2 separate regions of the Mus musculus genome follow, and region 2 is linked to region 1. A link is a contact called in public HiChIP or PLAC-seq data. All regions are on one chromosome and are shown on one strand. The core of a region is the stretch at or near the end of the contact, and the rest is flanking DNA. Distances in the headings are between cores, read along the strand shown. Region 1 has its middle 42 kb from the start of Gm22434. Region 2 overlaps Kifap3 (kinesin-associated protein 3).

Region 1 (4,924 bases), core at 1,161-3,660:
CTGTTCCCCTGCTTCTATGAGGGTGTTCTCCCACCCACCTACCCACTCCTGCTTCCCCACCCTGGCATTCCCCTACACTGGAGAATCAAGCCTTCACAGGACCAAGGGCGTCTCCTACCATTGATATGGGGCTGGAGCCATGGGTCCCTCTGTATGTACTCTTTGATTGGTAATTTAGTCCCTGGGAGCTCTGAGGTAGGGAGTCTGATTGGGAAAAAAATGGTTATTTTTAATCTTTTTGAAGAGTGGTTATATTTTAATTTTTGTCTAGAGAAAATGCTTCAAAACACCAGCCCTGTTTTGCTTCACCAATACTTAAAAGCCCTACAGTGATTTCCCAGGCGTATTTCCATAGAGAGGAAATCATAGATGTTACCTACATAGTTTCATGTCTGCTTTCAGACTTTAATCCCATCCTTTCAACTCCACGGTCTGGGTTTGTCAGCTTTCCTTTTCCGTGGCTGCCCTCCAGGCACAGACCTTCATCCTTCTATCTCTGCAATGAAACCTCTGCAAACTTGCCTATGTACTCTCTGCGTGACCTTCATATTGTGGCTCATGCATTATACATCGGGAAAGCCCATCTCGAGCCCACATTTTGGTTGGATTTATCCCATGCTTTCCTAAAACAGCATTTCGTCTCTCTGGAGCACTTATTTGACATTTGTTAGTGTGGTTCTTTGGTTACCATCTCCCCGTGTCTACACTGAGAATCATAAATATGCTTGTTTTGTTTGTTCTTGCAGCCCCAGCACTTGGCATATGAGACTCGTTAACAGTCATTTGCTAAATAAATGGCCTTAGCAGAGTACTTTGTTAACTGCTGCATCACACAATACACGTGGAGACAGGTAGTTAAAGTAAAAACTGCATTTGTCCTATACTTTATTTCCAGTGCTGAGCACACGTCTGCCTTGGCAATGCCCACTGGCTAACATTTGCACAGAACTCTTTATCTGATTCTCTTGTCATTCAGCGGCATGACAGCTGGAGAGAGATTGGGAAACAGTTTTGATGAAGTACCGCGAGGTGAGAAAGGTCTGAGCATTTTCTGCTAGTGCTCCCAGGAGGTAAAAAAAAAAAAAAACACACACACACACACTGAAGACAAATGAGAACAATCTGATACATGTCTTTCATTAGGTTCTTCTAATGGCTGAATTTGCATGGCAGTGTGACCCCAGAATTCCATTACAACATACTTACCCCAGAGAAATGCATAAGATAAATATATGCATATATACACATATACACATATATATGTGTGTGTATATATATATATATATATATATATATATATATATATACTCTCTTTCTCTTGTCCTCTCTTTCTCTATATGTGTGTGTGTATGTATACATACATATACATATGTATCACAAACATGTTAAAAACAGGAAAATGGACAGACCAGAGGAGCTGCTTGCAGTGTTATTTTAATAATGACTTTCAATAATTACATTTATCACAGTCCTCCCTGAAGTCTTGTTGGAATCTGGTTTGATCAGAATCAATTTTGAAGCATCCGTGCTACTGTTTATTATTCCTAGCCTTTCTTTGCACATTAGTCCTGCTCTTCCTAGGGCTCTTTGCACCCTGAATCTCATTGTAACGTCTCCACATCATTCCTCTTTCTCTCTTAGGATGTTCTTTTGACTTCTTCTCCTTAAACACAGGTCTATACACTTCTCCTCCATCCACAGGTAGCGGATAACTCTCCACAAGATTCCAATGACAATATAGACTGGCAATCGGTTCTAATATTCACCTGTGATGATGTTTAACAGTTAGATTAGGCATAGTAAGTGATTAATTCAGACCATCAATGATAAAAGTAGAGTAATTATAATTCCAGGTAGAGCTCCTATGTCTCTAAGTACTGATTTCATCACTGGATACCTTGGCTTTGCTGTAACTCAGCTGCTTGCTAGCTTTCTGCAGATTGTTCAAATGCCTCTGACCAGCCACTGGCTTCTTGTCTCTCCTGCTTTTCTGTTGCCATCTTTCTAATGCCTAACTACACAGTTGGCAATCCTCAGGTCCAAATGTTTTCAGAAGTCTCTTCTTGCATAGTGAATGAGCTCAAGCTCCTGAACTAGCCCTTCAAGGTCACGATGTGGCGTCCACTTGACATTTTAACCCTATTTCCTAGTACTTTGCTATCTCTTAATCCTACATTCCAAACACATGAAACCAGCTGCCTTTTTTTTTCTTCTCATCCATTTCAACCCTACTGAAACCGCTCACACTTTGCTCCCTAACTTTCCCAACGGAATGATTCTCTCCATCTACAGACATACCCAGAGCTTTTCTTGACGCTCCCTGAGGGAACAGAGTGTTTCTCTTCTGTTTTAATTACTCCTGCATTTACCCTCTGCCCCCTCATCAGCTGCTTGCTCCTTGAGGAGAAGGCAGTCTCTATTTGATTTATCTTTGTGTCAGTCCCTCATAGTGCCTCATGGAGAGCCTTGAACAGAGCTGAAACTAAATGAACATTTGTTTACTTAACTAATGAAAGCCACATGGGAGAGAAATGTAAGTTAAATAGAAATACAGATATTTAGACCTAGGTCATTCTTTAGCACTTCTATTACTGCATGGTTAATGTTTTTCATGTGTGCTATTGCTGAACTCCTAATTTCCCCTTCTGCTACAGTCCTCTTTATACGAGTCATGTTCTCAAACACCAGCAAAGGATTCTTTTATTGTATGGGTTGTAGAGCACAGAGATAACGCTTGGTGGCCAGATAAGGATCAGCTTTAGAAATAGCACCAATATGGTGATATTGGTGAACATGTGTGTATGTACCCCCAGTGGCTTCTGTAAACTCCTTCACCCAGTTGGGAAGCTGTCTGTCCCAAGGCGGGCTTGCCTCAGAATACCGCTTCTGAATTTAAATCATATCGGGAAATCAGCATTGGGCTACATTCTCTTATTGCGTGCTCTTTTAATCTCAAATTCATAAACAGTTTCATAGGACAGCAGGCCGTCTGTAGTAGAGTCCAGCTGTTTTAGGATAAGGTGGGAGAAAATAGTGGACAAATACAGAGGTAGCATTGATCTTGGGTTCGAAAGATGTCAGAATGTAAGTCATTGGTTAAGGAAACTTAGCTAATTAAAATAACTGCACAATGGAGTACTACTCAGCTATTAAAAAGAATGAATTTATGAAATTCCTAGCCAAATGGATGGACCTGGAGGGCATCATCCTGAGTGAGGTAACACATTCACAAAGAAACTCACACAATATGTATTCACTGATAAGTGGATATTAGCCCCAAACCTAGGATACCCAAGATATAAGATATAATTTGCTAAACACATGAAACTCAAGGAGAATGAAGACTGAAGTGTGGACACTATGCCCCTCCTTAGATTTGGGAACAAAACACCCATGGAAGGAGTTACAGAGACGGAGTTTGGAGCTGAGATGAAAGGATGGACCATGTAGAGACTGCCATAGCCAGGGATCCACCCCATAATCAGCATCCAAACGCTGACACCATTGCATACACTAGCAAGATTTTATTGAAAGGACGCAGATGTAGCTGTCTCTTGTGAGACTATGCCGGGGCCCAGCAAACACAGAAGTGGATGCTCACAGTCAGCTAATGGATGGATCATAGGGCTCCCAATGGAGGAGCTAGAGAAAGTAGCCAAGGAGCTAAAGGGATCTGCAACCCTATAGGTGGAACAACATTATGAGCTAACCAGTACCCCGGAGCTCTTGACTCTAGCTGCATATATATCAAAAGATGGCCTAGTCGGCCATCACTGGAAAGAGAGGCCCATTGGACTTGCAAACTTTATATGCCCCAGTACAGGGGAATACCAGGGCCAAAAAGGGGGAGTGGGTGGGCAGGGGAGTGGGGGTGGGTGGATATGGGGGACTTTTGGTATAGCATTGGAAATGTAAATGAGTTAAATACCTAATAAAAAATGGAAAAAAAAATGAAAAAAAAAATAAAAAAATAAAAAAAATAAAATAACTGAGAGGGGAACCAGTCCTCTTTCTCCCCCATCCAGAGCTTGCTATCCTGGGAAAGAGTCTATATAAGGTGGTAGCCACAGCACATGTTCTCTCGTTCTCCCCTTAACTAGAGGAATAACTGTCTTCTGCCGTTCATACCTGTGCAGTGGCAGGCTAATGGGCACCCCCCCCCACACACACACACACACAGTGAAGGAAGAAGACAAATAAAATATGATTTAACTTATTTTAAATCACAATTAAACCATTACTCACATGTGCCAGGCTCTGAAATATGTAACTTATGTATGTGTTTGCATTGTCCTGTAACTACCTCATGAAACAGTATTAATGCCATATCATAGCCAATGCAACTAGGCTGTTCGAATTATATAACCAACAGCTTCCCTTTGGAAGAATTCATAATTTAGTGCATCGTATGGTAGCTGCTCCTCTCCTTCACACTTTACTAAGCTGACTCTAGCCTATCAAATTCTGATTTCTGTAGGCTAATGTACGAGAGGTCAAGGAAAAAAATTAGTGTTCTTCCTTACAGCTCCCAGGTTTCTCCTCATTCTTTTTTTTTTTTTCTTCATATTTTGGGAGTCCTGTGTATTCTGTTGTATAACTACCCTATCTCCTAGGGATACCTGAGGCAGAATTGCTGATTCTTTTATCACCTTGATATCATCTATTGTAAACACTGTAACCTGCCACAACTTAGCAAACACACTTATCACCAGAGCCATAACTAATTCAGGGAGAGTGGTAGCTCTCTTTCAGAAGAAACTTGGAGGGTTCCTGTGTCAGGTTGTCTCTGGTGGCTTGTGACTGATTCCCGATCCCAACCGCCACACTGGGATTCATTTTATGGCCTCATATATTCAGGCCTTCCCCCTCTTTGGTGCTGAAGTGATCATGACATTATTGTCAGAGGAATCTAGGTTGCTTAATT
Region 2 (4,950 bases), core at 1,077-3,576, 690 kb after region 1:
TTAGCCTCTGTGTGAGAGAATAAACTCATTGAATGTTTGTAACAAAAGATGTCCTTCAAAGAAGCCCTAGTACATCTTATCAATAGGACCTGTCTTCCCAGTGGTAAGCTGTATCAGCTGATTACCCATCCAGTGTAAGCAAACTTTCCAGCATGTTTACAGGAACTGTGTCCAAACCAGGTTACAGGTGATTCACTGCAGCCTGCCTCCAAGGGTTCCAGAAGTTTCTGCTTTGCAGGATCTGAGCTTCATTGACTATAGGATATTAGTAAGAAAGCAGCCCCCCAAAAATGTATTCTCTCTAAGAATTACTTTTTAACCCAGATTCAGTTTTTTAAAAACAATAACATTAAAAGAGAAATAAACAATTCAGGAAGAGGTAGAAAACTTATTACATTGATATTGAATTTTGAGTTATCCTACTCTTGTAAAATGCATGTTCTCAGATATAAGAAGAAAAGAACTGCAAATGGCTGAAAACGAAGAGGCTGTTTAGGTTGATGTTTCGACACGGTTGTGATTGCAGCTTAAAATTTAGTGTACAAGGTCTCCATCCTTTGAACATACACTTCCTCTGGGTTTACTTGACAGAGTGTTTGATATCACACATGTTGATAATGGAATTTTAAAACATTTAACGTGTATACTTCATGAGCCAAATCTTCCAAAACCCATTTAAGTTTTGACAGTTTGTGGGTTTATTATTTATTTTATTTGTTCTCTTAGTTCTTTATCTTTCTGAAATTTTGGATTTTAGAAGAATTGTGAAATTATGCATGCCAAATAATATTGTAAATATCTTGAAAGTGTTTAGGATGAGGCAATATTTTAATAGAACCAAGTGATACTATAGAATATGTTTATTTCTGAGTGCCATTTAGCCTATAACCTTTATTTCACAGTGTCCAGTTTTGACCTACTTAGGGAAAAGCTAGCATGCTTTTGCTGCCACCTACTTTCATTGAAAAATAAAAGGATAATGGAGAGCAAATAAAAAAATAAAACGAAATTAGAATATTTCCTTCAGAAGTTGAAAATGTACTCCTGTCAGGGCAGCACTTACGGTTCCAGTGGGGCTGGCAGCTTACTCAGGACAGCACACCAAATGACCTGTGTATTTAGAAAAGCCCTGTTACAGTGGCAGTGGCTGCAGGTTCCAGTGGGGCTGGAAGCTTACTCAGGACAGCACACGAAATGACCTATGTATTTAAAAAAGCCCTGTTACAGTGGCGGTGGCTGCAGGTCAATGTGAGTTTTGTTCTTTTTGAATTATTGACATTAATTTTTACTTAAAGATTAAAAATAAAGATCTTCAAGTATAACACCTGAATTTTTCAGAGACTAAGTAACTTTGAAGGCAGAAATGCAATGGCTCAGCAGTGATTCCTATCTATTTAATGATCAGAGAGAATGTTTAGTGTGATTATATTCTTAATTATGTAAGATCTCTCTCATACACACACACACACACACACACACACACACACACACGCACGCACGCATGCATGCATGCACATATGCTGTCTAGACTGCAAATAAATAAAGGTATAACTTAGTAAAACTTGAGTCTTTCTTATTCTACTCATTCACAGTGCAGTGTAAGTGTTGTAAGGATAGCCCTGTAGTTAGATTAGAATTCTCTTTCTGAAAATATTAAATGTCCAGAGTAGGCAATCTTGCATGCAGCATTCCTCCTAATCTCACCCAATATTGCATCGCTTTGCTTTCTTTGTACTTTATTGCCTGTAATTATTTAGTGTGTTCTCATTTTCTTCCGCTATCTGTCATTATTCCTCACAATCTGAGTTCAGGTCATCGTTTTTTATGATCTTAATGGGCTCAGTGGGTGGATTGTTTCAGGTAAGCACATTTGGATAACCAGGAGTTAATGGTTGTAGTCTAATAATAGTTAAAAGTACACATTAACAGTTCATTGTTATTTAGACCTCTGAGCTGCATGTTTTGTTTAAATAGGTGCAAATTCCATCCAGATGCTTATAAAAGTATTTATTGGTAATAGAATGGCCAATCAAAGCACATGGTTAGGTAGTGATGTCATGGTGTTATTTAATATTTTGTCCCAGAACAGCATGCAAGAGCCCTCAGAGTGATCCACATGTTTTCTGCCGCGGTTGTCCTGTTTGGCCCTACTTTGATCTACATGCTTCTTTTTAGCTGGATGCTGGTAAACGTCCTTCTGACAGCCCTCTCTGCTCTTGCGCCATTGTCTGCTGAGTTCAGAAACCAGAGCATCACTTCAAACAGGAGAGCTAGGGAGTAGCCAGTCAGAAGAGATTCCTGCGGCATGCACAGTTCTGGCATAATCATTCAAAGATGTTTGGGTAGGGGGGTGGGGTGGTAGAGAGGTGTATGAGAATACAGAGAGCTGTGGGGGTTGGCCTCTGGTCACTGGTAAATAAGTGAAGTCAGGTGCCAGAGAGTCTAGACACAGTGATTTCAGTCTTGGGTCTTTGGTATCTGATACTCAATATGGGACTTGTCTGATTGAGCACTGTAGCTTCTTCATTGCAGAGGCTGAGGGCCTTTCAGTGCTTTCCTGTTAGATTAGTAAAGGATGGAAATAGACAGTTAAAACAGAACAAATCTAGTTTTAATATTTCCTAGTTGTCAGTAATTACCTTGTGTTTGAAGTACCATGGGTAGCAATCAAATCAAGACAACTGCAGCAAGGCTTTTGGAGTTCGAATTAAGCTGGTTTTAAATGTGAGTGTTTTAAAATGAAGTGTTTTTATTGTGATGAAACAATGATTTTCTATTAGGATACATTTCATTCATTCTTAAATTTTCTCTCAGTTTTCAGAATGAGGTAATAGAGTTTTCAAGCCATACATTCTTTTAAAAACCTGATTCTTTCTACAAGAGATTTAGCAAGGAAAAAAAAATTTTAATCCATAGATTGTAAACATGTCACCTGTAATCTCATTTCTCAAAAGTAATCAAAGGCTAATTTGTACAATATATAGTTTGCCTTCTTAAAGCATTGCTTCAGTGGAATAGATTTTCATTATAAAAGTTTTGAAGATAGTAATAACCCATTTTGAATTATAGTGTGGAATACTGTTATATTAATCAATGGATAATCACCCACACTTTTTGCTAATTTATTTATTGTTAATTGGTTGACAGAAAATCTATTAAATATATAATAAATAGATTAAGATCATTTTATTTTTGGTGTAGAGTCTTTTATAGTATAACATAACTAAGTGTTAATGATCTTTTCCTCAGAGATTCCTTAGTGACACATCTGTGATTTGTGATCTGCCCTCTGGGGGGGGGGCATGATACAGGGCGGTGGTTCACCTGTCAGAGAGCCCCTGCACATAGGTTACTACCATGTTATTAGAATCGTGCATGACAATTGGAATTGAATAGTGTTCTTAATTTTGTTTTCAAACTATTTTTTGCTAAGAATGAAAATTATTGATTTTGACCTTGTTGGAGATATCTGAAGCTAACATGGACAGTAATTAAAACTGTAGTTTGCAAAATGGCTTCTAAAATACTTACTTTGATATATAAAAAAAAAAATTTAAAAAAAGAGGCTATGAATTTGAAAGAGAGTGTTTGGTGGGAAGTACATGGAAGGGATTAAAGGGAAAAAGAAATGAAAGCAATAATGCAATTATAATCTCAAAATTTAAAAAAATAATAAACCTGATTAATGAAAGTATGTGGTTCTAAAAGATATTATCCTAAAATATAACATGAAAACATTAAGGTTATATGTTTTAGACTATTTTATATGTTATAACTTTATTATATATATCTCATATAACATATTTTATCCTATCTTTACCTGTTATACGCAACATTGATTTACAAAAAATATCTTTACTTAATATACACTAATTTAACTTGTTGATTTCCCCATAATAAACGAATGTTTTCTGAATCATACAAATTTGCTCATTTCTGTTTTATGAATAGTGTCTCTCATAAAAAAAAATCTAAATTATGTATGGCTACTGGCTTAGAGTTGGGGAGATAGCTCAGTCAGTAAATGTCTGCCACATAATCACAAAGTCCCAATTTTGATTCCTAGAATCTGTATTTCAAAAGGAAATGGTGAGGGCGATGGCACCTGAGTGGGGAGGCCTGGACTGCTAACATTATACCTCCAATAAAGACATAAGCTTAGGCCTCTACTACAGCTTCCTCCTGAGTATCTCCACTTACCAGAGTCTTACTGGCAGCTTATATCCAACATATCAAACCAAAAGTATGATTTTTCCCTTTCTAGCTTCCAGTGTTCTTACTAGATGTTGGCAGCAGCATCCCTGTCATTGTGGGGCAGGGTCCCAGGAGTCCTCCTCAGCTCAGTTACTAAGTCCTCCCTTGATTCTCTCCCATAGATACATCGGAACTCACTCCTTTTATCTCTGCCCCAATTGCACAACATAGCAAGCTCAGGCAGTATTGTTTTAGTTGGGCGTTTTAGTTACGTTTTTTTATTATCTTTCTGTGTAATTTTAAATAAAATGTGACTCTAATCTCTGTACATCACAAAAGAATGTTTGTCCTGGTGTCCTTTTTGTCTGACACCTTTCCTCCTCAGAGACTTAGGATCTGTCTTTTCTTTCTCAACCTTCCTTTTCTGCAGTCGTGCCTGGCTTCCTTCAGTGCTTCAGAAGGACTGTGCTCCGTGCCGCTCTGTCACTTTTGTATGAGCTGTTTTCTTTACTTGGACTGCTCAGCTTCCAGGCAATAATTCTAACTCCTTAAAAGTGTTGAGGTGTTACTTGGTATTTTCTGGTATTTTCCACTCTTTGGAAATTTGTACTTCATACTTGCCACTTAGCTATTCACTACCCATTTACTCATTTTGCTTTTTTCACAGCTAAAGCCTTTGAGTCTATTATAAAATAAAGATTACCTTACTTCCAGAATATAATATAAGAGGATTCTTAATATATTCTGCTTCTGGGC

The links. HiChIP or PLAC-seq counts read pairs in DNA pulled down with a chosen protein or histone mark.
Region 2: a contact with region 1 is called in an H3K4me3 HiChIP or PLAC-seq map of craniofacial prominence, with 5 times the contacts expected there. The contact joins two enhancer-like sites. A contact is called at or near these places in 3 of 15 datasets of contacts at CTCF or cohesin (large pre-B cells, liver and stem cell-derived epiblast-like cells), 45 of 484 Hi-C or Micro-C datasets (3T3-L1-derived adipocytes, the AML12 cell line, the F1.1 cell line and 27 more), 6 of 115 datasets of contacts at active chromatin or transcription factors (astrocytes, craniofacial prominence, embryonic basal ganglia and 3 more) and 1 of 9 other capture datasets (embryonic stem cells).

The regions. Positions count from the first base shown.
Region 1 is chr1:163,157,696-163,162,619 of GRCm38.p6, forward strand. No RefSeq gene overlaps it. Among named protein-coding and RNA genes, the nearest start is that of Gm22434, 42 kb to the left of the region's middle. Within about 2 kb of position 2,411, at least 4 of the 459 cell types and tissues checked have an H3K27ac peak or open chromatin away from gene starts, as enhancers often do. A contact at or near this core is called in craniofacial prominence, where this site is marked.
Region 2 is chr1:163,851,040-163,855,989 of GRCm38.p6, forward strand. The region is part of intron 11 of Kifap3 (kinesin-associated protein 3); the gene reads left to right. Among named protein-coding and RNA genes, the nearest start is that of Kifap3, 74 kb to the left of the region's middle. Within about 2 kb of position 2,327, at least 16 of the 459 cell types and tissues checked have an H3K27ac peak or open chromatin away from gene starts, as enhancers often do. A contact at or near this core is called in craniofacial prominence, where this site is marked.